2 separate regions of the Sus scrofa genome follow, and region 1 is linked to region 2. Evidence: chromatin contacts called from public HiChIP or PLAC-seq data. All regions are on one chromosome and are shown on one strand. Each heading gives the region's core, a stretch centred on a gene start, on an enhancer-like site or on the middle of the called end of the contact. The rest is flanking DNA. Distances are from core to core; before and after follow the strand shown.

Evidence for each region. HiChIP or PLAC-seq counts read pairs in DNA pulled down with a chosen protein or histone mark.
Region 1: an H3K27ac HiChIP or PLAC-seq map of alveolar macrophages shows a contact between it and region 2. The contact joins two enhancer-like sites. A contact is called at or near these places in 1 of 47 Hi-C or Micro-C datasets (embryonic fibroblasts) and 1 of 2 datasets of contacts at active chromatin or transcription factors (alveolar macrophages).

Annotation. Positions count from the first base shown.
Region 1 is chr5:28,552,361-28,558,148 of Sscrofa11.1, reverse strand. It overlaps SRGAP1 (SLIT-ROBO Rho GTPase-activating protein 1), which reads right to left. Exons shown (of 22, transcript XM_021091938.1): 11 at 4,401-4,428; 12 at 422-524. Among named protein-coding and RNA genes, the nearest start is that of XPOT, 120 kb to the left of the region's middle. Within about 2 kb of position 2,393, at least 3 of the 83 cell types and tissues checked have an H3K27ac peak or open chromatin away from gene starts, as enhancers often do. A contact at or near this core is called in alveolar macrophages, where this site is marked.
Region 2 is chr5:28,365,989-28,371,715 of Sscrofa11.1, reverse strand. All of the region lies in intron 1 of SRGAP1 (SLIT-ROBO Rho GTPase-activating protein 1), which reads right to left. Among named protein-coding and RNA genes, the nearest start is that of SRGAP1, 68 kb to the right of the region's middle. Within about 2 kb of position 1,260, at least 7 of the 83 cell types and tissues checked have an H3K27ac peak or open chromatin away from gene starts, as enhancers often do. A contact at or near this core is called in alveolar macrophages, where this site is marked.

The DNA of each region.
Region 1 (5,788 bases), core at 1,144-3,643, 190 kb before region 2:
AATATAATGAATTCCTCAAGTCACGAGAAATCTAAACTTATGGTGCTTCAGAGCTAGCCTGACAACAGACTTGAAAGGCATACTTTGTGCCATCTCCTTGGCATGAAGAGAAACAAAACATTTTATCAGGTAGCTCTTTTCCTTTTTTGCACAAATTGTGGCTTTTTTTTTTTTTTTTTTAAAGAAAGAGGGCTTTCTCTTTCGCTGGTATAATAATGCCCACATTTATTCCCTCTTCTGAAGGCACTCAAACCAAATATTCTTTCCTCTCTGACTTCAGGAAATATTATATTGATTTTCTGGGAAAGCGAAGAGCCCCAGGACAGACTTGGACATAATGACCTGCCTCCTTTTATGAGAGGCTGAGACCATTATAGTAAGAAGCGTGGAGATCAGCCACCCAGATGGCTGGTGCCAGTACCTTGATGAATGTTTCCAAATCCCCATTAAACAACTTAGCATTATACTGTGAGCGGGGTCTGGACTTCCTGTGTTTCTGGGGCTTAGGGGGAACATTTGGAGGCCTAAGGGAGGGAATATAATTACTGAGCATGGCAGAAATCAAACAATCAATGAAACACCCATAGGTCACAAAAAAACTACCAAACACAGGAATTCTTGGGTTCCCTCCCCACCCCCACCCGTGGAGGAAACCAGTACTTCCCCTTTTCCGTTGATTTCCTTCTACTTATGTGTCAAAACCCAAACCAGCTTTTCAATAAGGCTGCTCTTTTCTTGCATGTCGTAGCTGACATTTGCTTGCCAGTTTGTTTTAAAAACGGTAAGCGTTGCCCAATGGAATTGCGAGCTGTTTGGCCAAGACTTACAAACCAAGGTTTGTGTTATTCAGCTTACAAGTCACACAGAAGACACGACAGACCGTAAAAACTAGGGCTCTGACAGATCTCAGTTGGAGAAACTGAATATAATATTTTTAGGTACAACATAATTCTTCAATGCAAATAACATCACATCTGCCCAATATCCTTCAGGTATTTACGGAATTTTATTTTATGCAAAAGCAACTCTTCATGGGTCACACATGAAAAACAGTTTTGTTTCAAGGGTATTTCTGAAGGCACTGGGTCCAGGCTCACATGAGTCGTCATTTCTTTAAAACAAACTAGCTCATCGCCTCACCTAACTATTTGTAGAGCACCCGTGTAGACCTTTGCGATGTACCTGTTTACTCTGTGCTGGAGCCTCTGCATCTCCAGTCTGCTCTGATGGATGTCAGTCTCTCTAGCATATGCATGTCCAATGTACCATGTACTATATTTGAAACCTTGCATCATCTTGCTCTGTAACCGGAGAAGGGGAGCCCCTTCCATCCTTTCCCTTTAGAGCAAAGAGGGCCAGGATTATGTGACTCAACTTCTACAACTGTGCTGAAAGGAGTACATGGAAGGAGAGTCCCAAGACCTCTCTCTGGACGTTCCAATGTAAACTCCTTAATTAGAAGGCTGGTAGGAGGGAGTACACCGCACTTGGAAATCAGGTAAAATCTCGTATTCAGCTGCCGCCTCTCTGGGAAGAATTGCCTTTTTCAGTTCATTAAAGTTCAGAAAGACCAGTTTAGAAACAACAGCCCAAGAGTTTACATGGATACCTGGCTAACTTCATAAGATATTACTACAAGCAATCAAGAGAGGGAGGGGAACAAACTTGCTGATATAGCCCTTGCTAGCAAATTCTGAGATTCTCCTGGCGGGTGGGCTCACACGACCAATGGGGTGTACAGCAAGCAACACCTGAGGCGCCACAGTGCTTGAGAGGTTAAAAGGAGCCTTTGCAAGTGTCGAGAAGCAAATATGGAAAATTCCACCAAGCAGCAAGTCATTATCTGCCACGGCTGACATTTCTGAAATTGCTTTTATACACTGAATTCTGTGCCACTCACAGAGGAAAGGATCTGGTGGGTATGAACAAACAAAACAACAGCCCACCAAGGACACGTGCTTGATTTCAGCCACTCTTTTCATTATTTTATAACTGTTTTAAAATAGAGACCTTATTTTTCTTCAGGTATGGTGAGGCCAGCAGAAGACAACCATCACTGAAAAGATCATTTGTTATTTACAGTTCCCATGAGGAGAGGGAATGCCACTACACGGAGGGCCACATGGGGAGGCACCAGGGTCACCAGCCAGTAGGCAGAGGCAGTGAGGAGCGAGGGAAAAGGTGGGCAAGAGCCTTTTTTGTGGTTCCCATGGGAAGGAACAGGCAAGGCAGAGTAGATTGAGGATTGGCTACTTTGAGTAATTCTGGTGAGCTCTGGGGCGTGGAAGCCATCCCTAGCTATCTGGAACCTGGCCTTTGTGTGGCTGGGGAAGGGGAACAGTGGCCTGAGTGTGAAGACTTGATAAAGGAAGTGGTTAAGAGGATGGGCTCAGGATGAGTTGCTCTGTATACAAAAGGCGCACTTGTAAACAACCCTTTACTATCTCTAGGTAGTGACTAACCCTCCAAGAGGCAGTCCCTCCTGGGTTAGCAAGGCCCCAAGATAGTGAGGCATCAAATATAGAAACTAGAAAATGTGGTTATTCCTATGAGGTCCAAAAGAACTTCACATTGGACGCTAACTGGAGCAGCTGATAAAGCTGAGGGAATAGGAATACAGGCTTGTTTGGTTTGGTTACTGATTCGTGGGACAAGTAAATCTTGCAGCTGGAGCCAAAGCCCTGAATGGCACCTGATAATTATTTCTGCATTGCTGAGAGATGCAGAGTAACTCCTGGCTGGGGCTAATGAAGGTATGTCTTTTGAGTCTTCTTCCAAAAAAGCCTGAAAATTGCCTCTTCTGACACACATCAACGATAAGGGAAATGTGAAGATTCTAAAGCTGTGAGAGGGATTACAGATGAAAATAAACTGCCTGAGGAGTTCCCACTATGGTGTCTCGGCAGCACCATGACATAGGTTCGATCCCTGGCCTGGCACAATCGGTTTAAGGATCCAGCATTGGGCAGCTGCATGTAGGTCGCAACTGCAGCTTGGATCTGCTTCCTGGCCTGGGACCTCCATATGCCATGGGGCAGCCAATAAACAAACCAACAAACTGCTTATTAAAGGACTTCCCATGGCAGGGGGACTTGGCAGGCAGACTGGCGTGCGGATGGTTCCGGCTCTACCACGTACACATCAGGTGCACAGACTCAACATTCCCTCAACATTCGAACTGTACAACTCGTTGTGGTTGCATGCCTGCTACACACTTCGGGATAATGTGGCTTCCTATGTAGAATGCCAGTATGGATGAGAGGAAGTACCAGTCAGGGTAATGTGAATATCAAATCTGTCTGGCAACTATAGCTCTCACTGCAAATGTATATATTTGCACTCCGTTTTAAAATAAAAATCTTTAAAAAATGCCTGACATTAATCATAATTTAGAAATAACAGGTAAAATAATTGACAGTGCAAAGGGACGCTATATGTGAAAAAAAAGCTACATAATTACTATTCAGGAGTAATTCCCTCTTTGTTACTAACATAGGGAAGAAAAACCCCAGGATTTTTGCAAAGTTTAGACAAGTCAGTAGCTGCAGTCTTTCTAGCTGGTTCACCAAGAAGTAAGAGGGGCTTCTTTTCAATTTATTTAGGAACATTATAGAACCTTAAAAATCAACTTGCCAATTATTGCAACAGAAACACCAGTGTTATAAATGCCTAGAATCTCAAAAAGAACTCCACTTTAAAAATGGAAAATCTTGCTGTCAATTAGAATAATTTCTGGCTGTGGCACAAATGTTGACATAGAAAAATAAAAGTTGTCACAAACTTTCCCCAACCTAAACCAGAATCTGGTTCCAAAAAGGCTTTTCCTTCTCAGCAGTAGCTTCAAAATCCTTCTAAGAATTAAAAAAAGTGGAAAAAAAAGACAACAAAAAAGAAAACGCAATATGGTTCTAGGAACTAAAAGTTAAATTTTTAAAGTAAACCAAACAGGTGCAAAGCTAAAGTCTGAAGAATACTCACCATAGCTCTAGTTTGTATATGAGATATGGGAAAGCAGGAGCAAGAAGTAACCAGTCAGATACAGTAGATATGCATGTAATATTGCTTGTTAATTAAATTATCAAAAATCTTATCAGACTCTTTCTAGAAACTTAAAAGTGTTTTGGATTAGATAAACCAAACCTATCCATTTTTTTTTTTTTTTTCCGCAAACTGTGGCTGCTCATTAAAGAGCTTTACAATTCCATTGGGAAACTCTTCTATCTGCCAGAGCAAATTTGCTTTTGTGAGAAGCCCAAACACTTCATGTTACTGTTTTGCCAAGCTGAACTATCTTCTGTGTTCATTAACAAAATATGTTCATTCTTGCAGCATTTAAATAGTTGCTTCTCATTAAAAAGAGAGTAAGACACAATATGAGTTATGAAGAACTATTTTCCTACCTTGTAGTCATATATTCAGCTTTGTGACCTGTAGGGAAAAAAAATTAAAGTAAGCGAATCGAATGGAATCAGTGCAATGCATTTGGCAATCTTTTGTCCCTTATTTTAAGATGCAGAGTTTATAAGAACTTACGCATTTATGGTGGAGACCATGAAGACAACATATAGACAAAAAAATTCAAAGTAAATATTTCACAAAACCTGGAGTTCCCACTGTGGCACGATGGGATGGTTGGTGTCTCGGGAGCACTGGGTCGCAGGTTTGATCCCCGGCTCACTTAACAGTCGGTTAAGGATCCTGCGTTGCCACAGCTGTGGTTTAGGTCCTGACTGTGGCTGAGATCTGATCCCTGGCCTAGGAACTCCATCTGCTGTAGGGCGACCAAAAATGAAAAAACAAAAACAAAAAAACCTATACATAAAATTTAATACATTCTATGGATTAGAGAAACACATGTCTCTTGGCAATTTGAGGCAGGGAGTTTTCTTTATTATTATTTTTTAAAATAAGAAATAGCTGCTTGATCTTAACCATAAATTCAAAGATGAAATATAAGTAAAACACACCCAAGATTCGAATGTTAGTTACTATGATGTGATAGATATTTGTGGGAGAGAAGTGGACAGGTCAAGCAGGGTTAAGAAAACTCAATTTCCTTTAGATTAAATTGGTGTTCTTTCTATAATATGAAATCAGGGAGAGAAGTTGCATTTTACAATCGGAAGTGACATTAGCAGATATTAAAGTACAAGGACATTAAATTTTGCTACAGTCCACCAACTTGTAAGCTAAAAGACTTTCATAGAACTCTCTGTCATTTAAAACATGAGGTTCTTATGTGGCTTGCTATTAAATAATAGCTCTGTATTTTTGCATTGCTGCAAGACATTTGGAAGGAAGAAAAAAAAAAAAAAAGAAGACCCATAACCCAGGATTATCCTGTTCTTGATAGAAATACTTACTCTGACTACTCTTAAAATTTTACTTACTAATTAAGAAGTGAATTATTTTTTCATGCCCAGCTCTATTTCATGTCCACAGAGTAAAAGGGAAAACCAAAACATAAGATGCTAAGATGCTAAAATGCAAAGATGCTAATGATAATTCCTTAGAAATGAAATGCTTCATAACTTTGAAATGATTGAACTTGAGCTAATTTCAAGCTTGAATGTGTTTATGGTTGATGTCCCTTCTTTCCTTCCTCCTTCTTTTCTTTCTCCTTCCTTCCTTCCTCCTTCCAGAGTCGAACCATGTGTGCGACCTACACCACAGCTCAGGGCAATGCCAGATCCCCAACCCACTGAGCGAGGCCAGGGATTGAACCTGCACCCTCATGGACACTAGTTGGGTCTGTAACCCACTGAGCCATGACGGGAACTCCCTGTTC
Region 2 (5,727 bases), core at 11-2,510:
TACAGGTTGCTCCTTCACTTCCTTCACGTTCTTGCCCTCACATCACCTCCTTGGAGGGTCAATCTCATTACTTATTAAGGAAATGCCAATAAAGACCACAACAGACTTGCCAAAATATAAGATGTCTCCTAAAGCCAAGTGGATCAACTGTTAAATCTAAACCACTTCTGCGTGGGAATGTAAACTGGTACCACCCCTTTGGAAGACAATTTGGTCTTATGATGTGAAGTCCCAGGAATGTCATGGAGAAACTGCCATACATGTGCAGTAAGAGGCACATACAAGAATGTTTAGCAGCACTGTTCAAAGAGCACAAGGCTGGAAACAATCCAAATATCCATCAACAGGGCAATGAATCAATTGGTTTTACACATTCACCCAACAACCATAATTCAGCTGTTAAAATGAATGAACTGCAGTTACATGCAACGCAAAATGAGCAAGCAAAATGAAACAATATAGTACTTGTGAATATGTCTGTAAGTGATAAGCATTATTATTATTATTTTAGAGGCAAGAAAAATTAAAAAAAAAATTTAAGAGGTGGTCACTTCAAGAGAAGCAGGCAGATGGGTGAGGACAAAACCAGAAGATGAAACAGAACTGCTAATGCTTCGTTCTTAGGCTGGTAGGTCCCCAGGTGTTACACTGTTATGCATCATAACTTACAAATATGTTAGTATGTATATATTAAATATTAGGCAATACAAATTAAAATGCACAGTAACGGCTGCACCAAAACAAGGGGAAAAGTTACTATTTTAGGTAACTTTTTAGTTTCTTTTTTCCTGATTATGTAAGATGGCCACTGCACCCCTTCTCTGTCTTTTACTTTCCTTCATAGCGCACATCCTTCCCAAAGGCATATATGTGCATATACACACATACCACACACATTTCTTTTCTTATATTAAGTCCCTCACACTAGAATGTAAGCTCCCTAACTGTGGACATTTTTGTCCATCACAAAATCACTAAGGCCGAGATGAGTAGTTGGCATACACTATAGATAATTAAGGAATAAATGGGTAAATGTATGAATGAATGGCCCCGATCACACGAGCAAAGCAATAGAGCATAAAAGGTCTCGTGTATGGACTCTGCAGTCAGACATGATTGGGCTCCAATCCAAGCTCTGGTCCGTCTTAGCTGGGTGACCTTGAATGAGTTCCTTAACTTCACTGGGTTTCAGGTTCCTCACGTATAAAACAGGGTAGTAATGGGGGTGGTTCTGATGACTAAAGTGAGACCGTAGCACTCTGTCCAGCAGAAATGATGATGATGCAATACAACGTAATTTCCGCATAATAGATGTCCATCTCGGTGGCTGTAGGCAATTTGAATTCTTTAGGCAGTTTTTGTATGACCAATTGCCTCCCCACCCAATTTTAAACCATGGACCCATGTGGAATCCTCTAGTTATTTCTGTGTTTGGTCTAACTGAAGAGATATCTTAGGGAAATCTTGTAACCACCAAACTCCCAGTGAGGACAGCACAACATAATCTTGCATGTGCCCTAGCTACTACTGGCTCAGGAGATCAGCCAGATGAGAAAAGTAAAAATAGCACCTTTCAGTTATAGAGGGCTTTCTCCAGGCTAAACACCTCAGACATATCATCTGGCTCATTCTCTACAACTAGTCTGGGAAGTTGGTATGTACAAGAATTCCGGAAGGCAGGCATATTGGAAATTGTTTTCAACTTTGGACCTGAGCAGGCTAATTTAACCCAATATGCTCTATTATCATCTGTCATACATCCTTTAAAAACAAAACCAGGGAGTTCTCGTTGTAGCTCAGTGGTTGATGAATCTGACTAGGAACCATGAGGTTGTGGGTTCTATCCCTGGCCTCGCTCAGTAGGTTGAGAATCTAGCATTGCCGTGAGCTGTGGTGTAGGTTGCAGACATGGCTCAGATCTCTCGTTGCTGTGGCTGTGGTATAGGCCGGAGGCTACAGCTGCGATTGGAGCTACAGCTGCCTGGGAACTCCTATATGCTGCAGGTGTGGCCCTAGAAAAAGCAAAAAATAAATAAATAAATAAAATTTAAAAAATAAAAACCAAACCAGAAGTTCCTGCTGTGGTACAGTGGGTTAAGAATCCGACTGCAGCAGCTCGGGTCACTGCGGAGACACCAGCCCAACACAGTGGGTTAAAGGATCCAGCATTGCCGCAGCTGCAATAAGTCACAGCTGTGGCTCGGGTTTAACCCCTGGGCCAGGAACTTCCACGTACCGGCCATAAAAAACAAAACAAAACAAAAACAGAAACTGTATGAAAACACAAAAAAGCAAAATCTGTCCTTCACATCCTAAATGATGTCTTATTTTATAGTAGTAAAATAAAAACAACAAGGCTTCTATTGCTATGAATCCCATGTAAAAAATGCTATCAACACCGCTCCCTCCAAAGCATCACAATCTGCAGCACAGCTGGCTCATGGTGCTCCCGGCACACACACAATTAAAATGCACCTTTCAGTGAACTGACCTACGTGTTCCATCTGGACCTCAGCCCAAGACCAGGGCATCCTTTCCCTTAGAGGAACAAAGCCCTGGTGGAGAGCTCTAGGCCCTTGGGGAGACTTGCTTTCGCTCTGTTCGGGCTACAAATGTGGAGCACACTTCAGGGGTTCCAGCGGCCTGGGAGAACCCCCAATTAATAATAATAATGACCCTAAACAATAACAAGCCTTTATCCAGTGCTTACTATCCATCAAGCAGTATTTATTCTAAGAGTTTTAGCTTTAATCTGCATAACTACTCCATGGCATAGGCATAAAGTTTGTAATATGACTAAATTCCATCGTGAGATCAGAAAGTCAACGCATGATATCTATATGCAAACTGACCTTGCAGAGCAAGGTGAGACCCAGAGGAGAAATCCCAAATGGTCCCCAGCAGTAAGAGACAACAGTTCCTAATAGTCTGGCCTCCTCGTTTTGATCAAGTGGGGGCATCTGCCTCTCCAACCACAAATGCTATTTCTGCAGAATTAACCAAGCAGAAATAAATGAGGAGGGGTGCATACTTAATTTAAAATAAAGGAATACCAAACTTCTCATTAAGTCTATAGGCCCGCAAGCAATTCCCAGGCTTACCTTACACCCTGCGACCTTTACCTCGTCCTGGGTACCTTATTCTCCCTGGCTTTTAACACAGCCAAAAACTTCCTCTTGGAATTTCTTCCTGACTCAAACATCCCTTGTCTTCCTCCTCCAGTCCATCTCTGCTAATAACACCTGGTACACGTTTCCTAGAACATGTAATTACTGGTTTCATTTTTATTTTATTTTGCTCATTTCCCCTTTGAACTTCTAGCATCTTGAGACCACGGGTGACATGTGCTTTTCCAGTGTCTGATATAGAGCCAGCTGGGCTGCTGCAGACAAGCAATAAATGTCTATGGACTGAATGAACCAAGGAAAACCATTGCTACTGGTGAACAGCACATCATTTCTCTCCATCCACCTAAATAATGCCCTTGTAGGATCAGTGGGATGGAAGGATCAGAAAAGGGAGGAGCTCGGGCGGGGAGCTGCCTGCTTAGTAATGAAGGACTTACAAGGGACCCCTTTCCGGGAGCTTTGCTTCCAGCCCTAGAATTGAAACTTGCATCTTTTTCAATGCAACAATAACCACCGCTACCACCTACGATCAAGGCTTGCCTTTAATCCCTGGGACTCCTCACTTCATTAATATCCAAGTTTCTGAATAGCTTTTGAAGCTTAGTGAAAAGCTGCTCACAATGTTTTGAGCAGAGTTTCTGTTCTGAGAGTTACTTTTTCTCGGCAGGGCAAATCACATTCGGTTTTCCTTTATCCTTCAAATAAATGCTATTTAAAAGACCGGGGGCATTGAAGGTGAAGAGAGAAAGATACATCTAGAAGTTGTTCATCAATATGGAATCTCTCTGCACGCCTGTGTGACCTCAGCGTTTTTCACATTTCCACAGGTCTCCTTGGAGATGGTTGCTAGGATCACTCAGTGTCCCTGGCTAAAAAGCTTCAAAATGTGGATGGCTGCTTTCACTCTCTCTCATCTCCTCTTTATTAGCTGTTTTTCCTTCACACATAGTTTAGTTCTTCATGAATGCAATCTGCTCATAATTTTTTCTTATTGCACAATATTCCATACAAACAGAATAACCCATTCTTTTGGTTCCTCTGGAAATATCTTTGATTTGGATTATAATATTTGGCAGCCCATGAGGAATACCATTTTTATTTTTATGTTTCTTGGTTCCCTGAAAATAAATTAATTATACGGCAGTGCACCCTGCCTACCCTTCCTTCTTTTTCAAAAATACTAATCTGTTCTGGAAGAAACTGAACACTGTCAATAAAAATACCCAACCTGGTGATTCTTCTCATGTTACTTACTTAACAAGCTCTTGGCTTGGAGTATTTCAAGATTCATTTTAATTCAAATTGCAGTGTATGCCATCTTTCTGTTTTCCCCTTTGACTAAACTGATTGTAACTATACTTTTACTCGATTATACACACATTATTTACATTTCAAATACCTAAATCATTTCATGATGGCTGCTTCTCACAAAGAGATAAAAGGAAAAAGAACTTGAAATGTGAAGTAAACTAAAACAAAACCTAAGTATTGCACTAAATAGCCCAATAACAAGAGAAAGCTAAAATGCAACATCGAAAAACAATCTTAGTACTCTTCAAGCAAGGTTAGCTGCCTTGTTGAAATCCAGACTTCAAATGAAAATTATAAAACGGATCTTCAGGGGTTTCCAAAGTCCTAATTAGGTAAATCTGAAGAAGAGGGAACACATCTAGAAGGAAAAATAGACACATATACACACGTAAATGAATCATAGGGAATGGTTTCTAGACAAAAGCTGGTAGAGTTTTACTTTACAATTCAGAGACAAAGACAAAAATTCAAATCTTCAAAGGAGGAAATGTCTGTCCAGCAATATTACAATCTTGTGAATCAGTGGCAGTGTGAAACAAATGTATTTTATTTATTTATTTTATCCTATTCTACCTTATTTTTTGGCTGCACCCACCACCTGTGGAAGTTCCTGGGCTAGGAATCGAACCCAAGCCTCAGTTGTGACCTGAGCCACAGGTGGAGCAACACCAGATCCTTAAGCCACTGTGCCACAAAGGAACTTCCTACAAAGGCCTTTTATTAGCACAAGTAATAGGTAAAAGAATGTAAATCTCATTTTGTTCATGCAAGGAAAAAAATAGTGCTACTCATGTTTAGGCTAGTAACTTATTTTTAACAATACTGAATTAAAGAAGCAGATTTTATACATAACTAAGCATTACCAATAAATTCTCTTGAACCTGTTTTAGACATTTCCTTAAGATATGGGATTAAATCAACAGAATCTCTGAAGCCTATGAATTAATGAATCAAGTGAGGTTACTGAAAATAAAAATAGCTAAATTTATTTATTAATCAACAACACTTATTGAACATTTATTCTATACTAAGCATTATGGTTGATATTTGGGACACAGACATGATTAAGACCTGGTCTTTAATTACTTTTAAGGTTTTGGTGGAAAAGCCAGAACCATAAACAGCTAATTACAACAAGATATTATAAGTACAATGATTGAGGCATAAAATAGTATAATTCAGTCTTTAAAAAGGGACAGGAGTTCTCGCGGTGGCACAGGGGTAATGAACTTGACTATCCATGAGGACATGGGTTCAATCCCTGGTCTTGCTCAGTGGGTTAAGGATC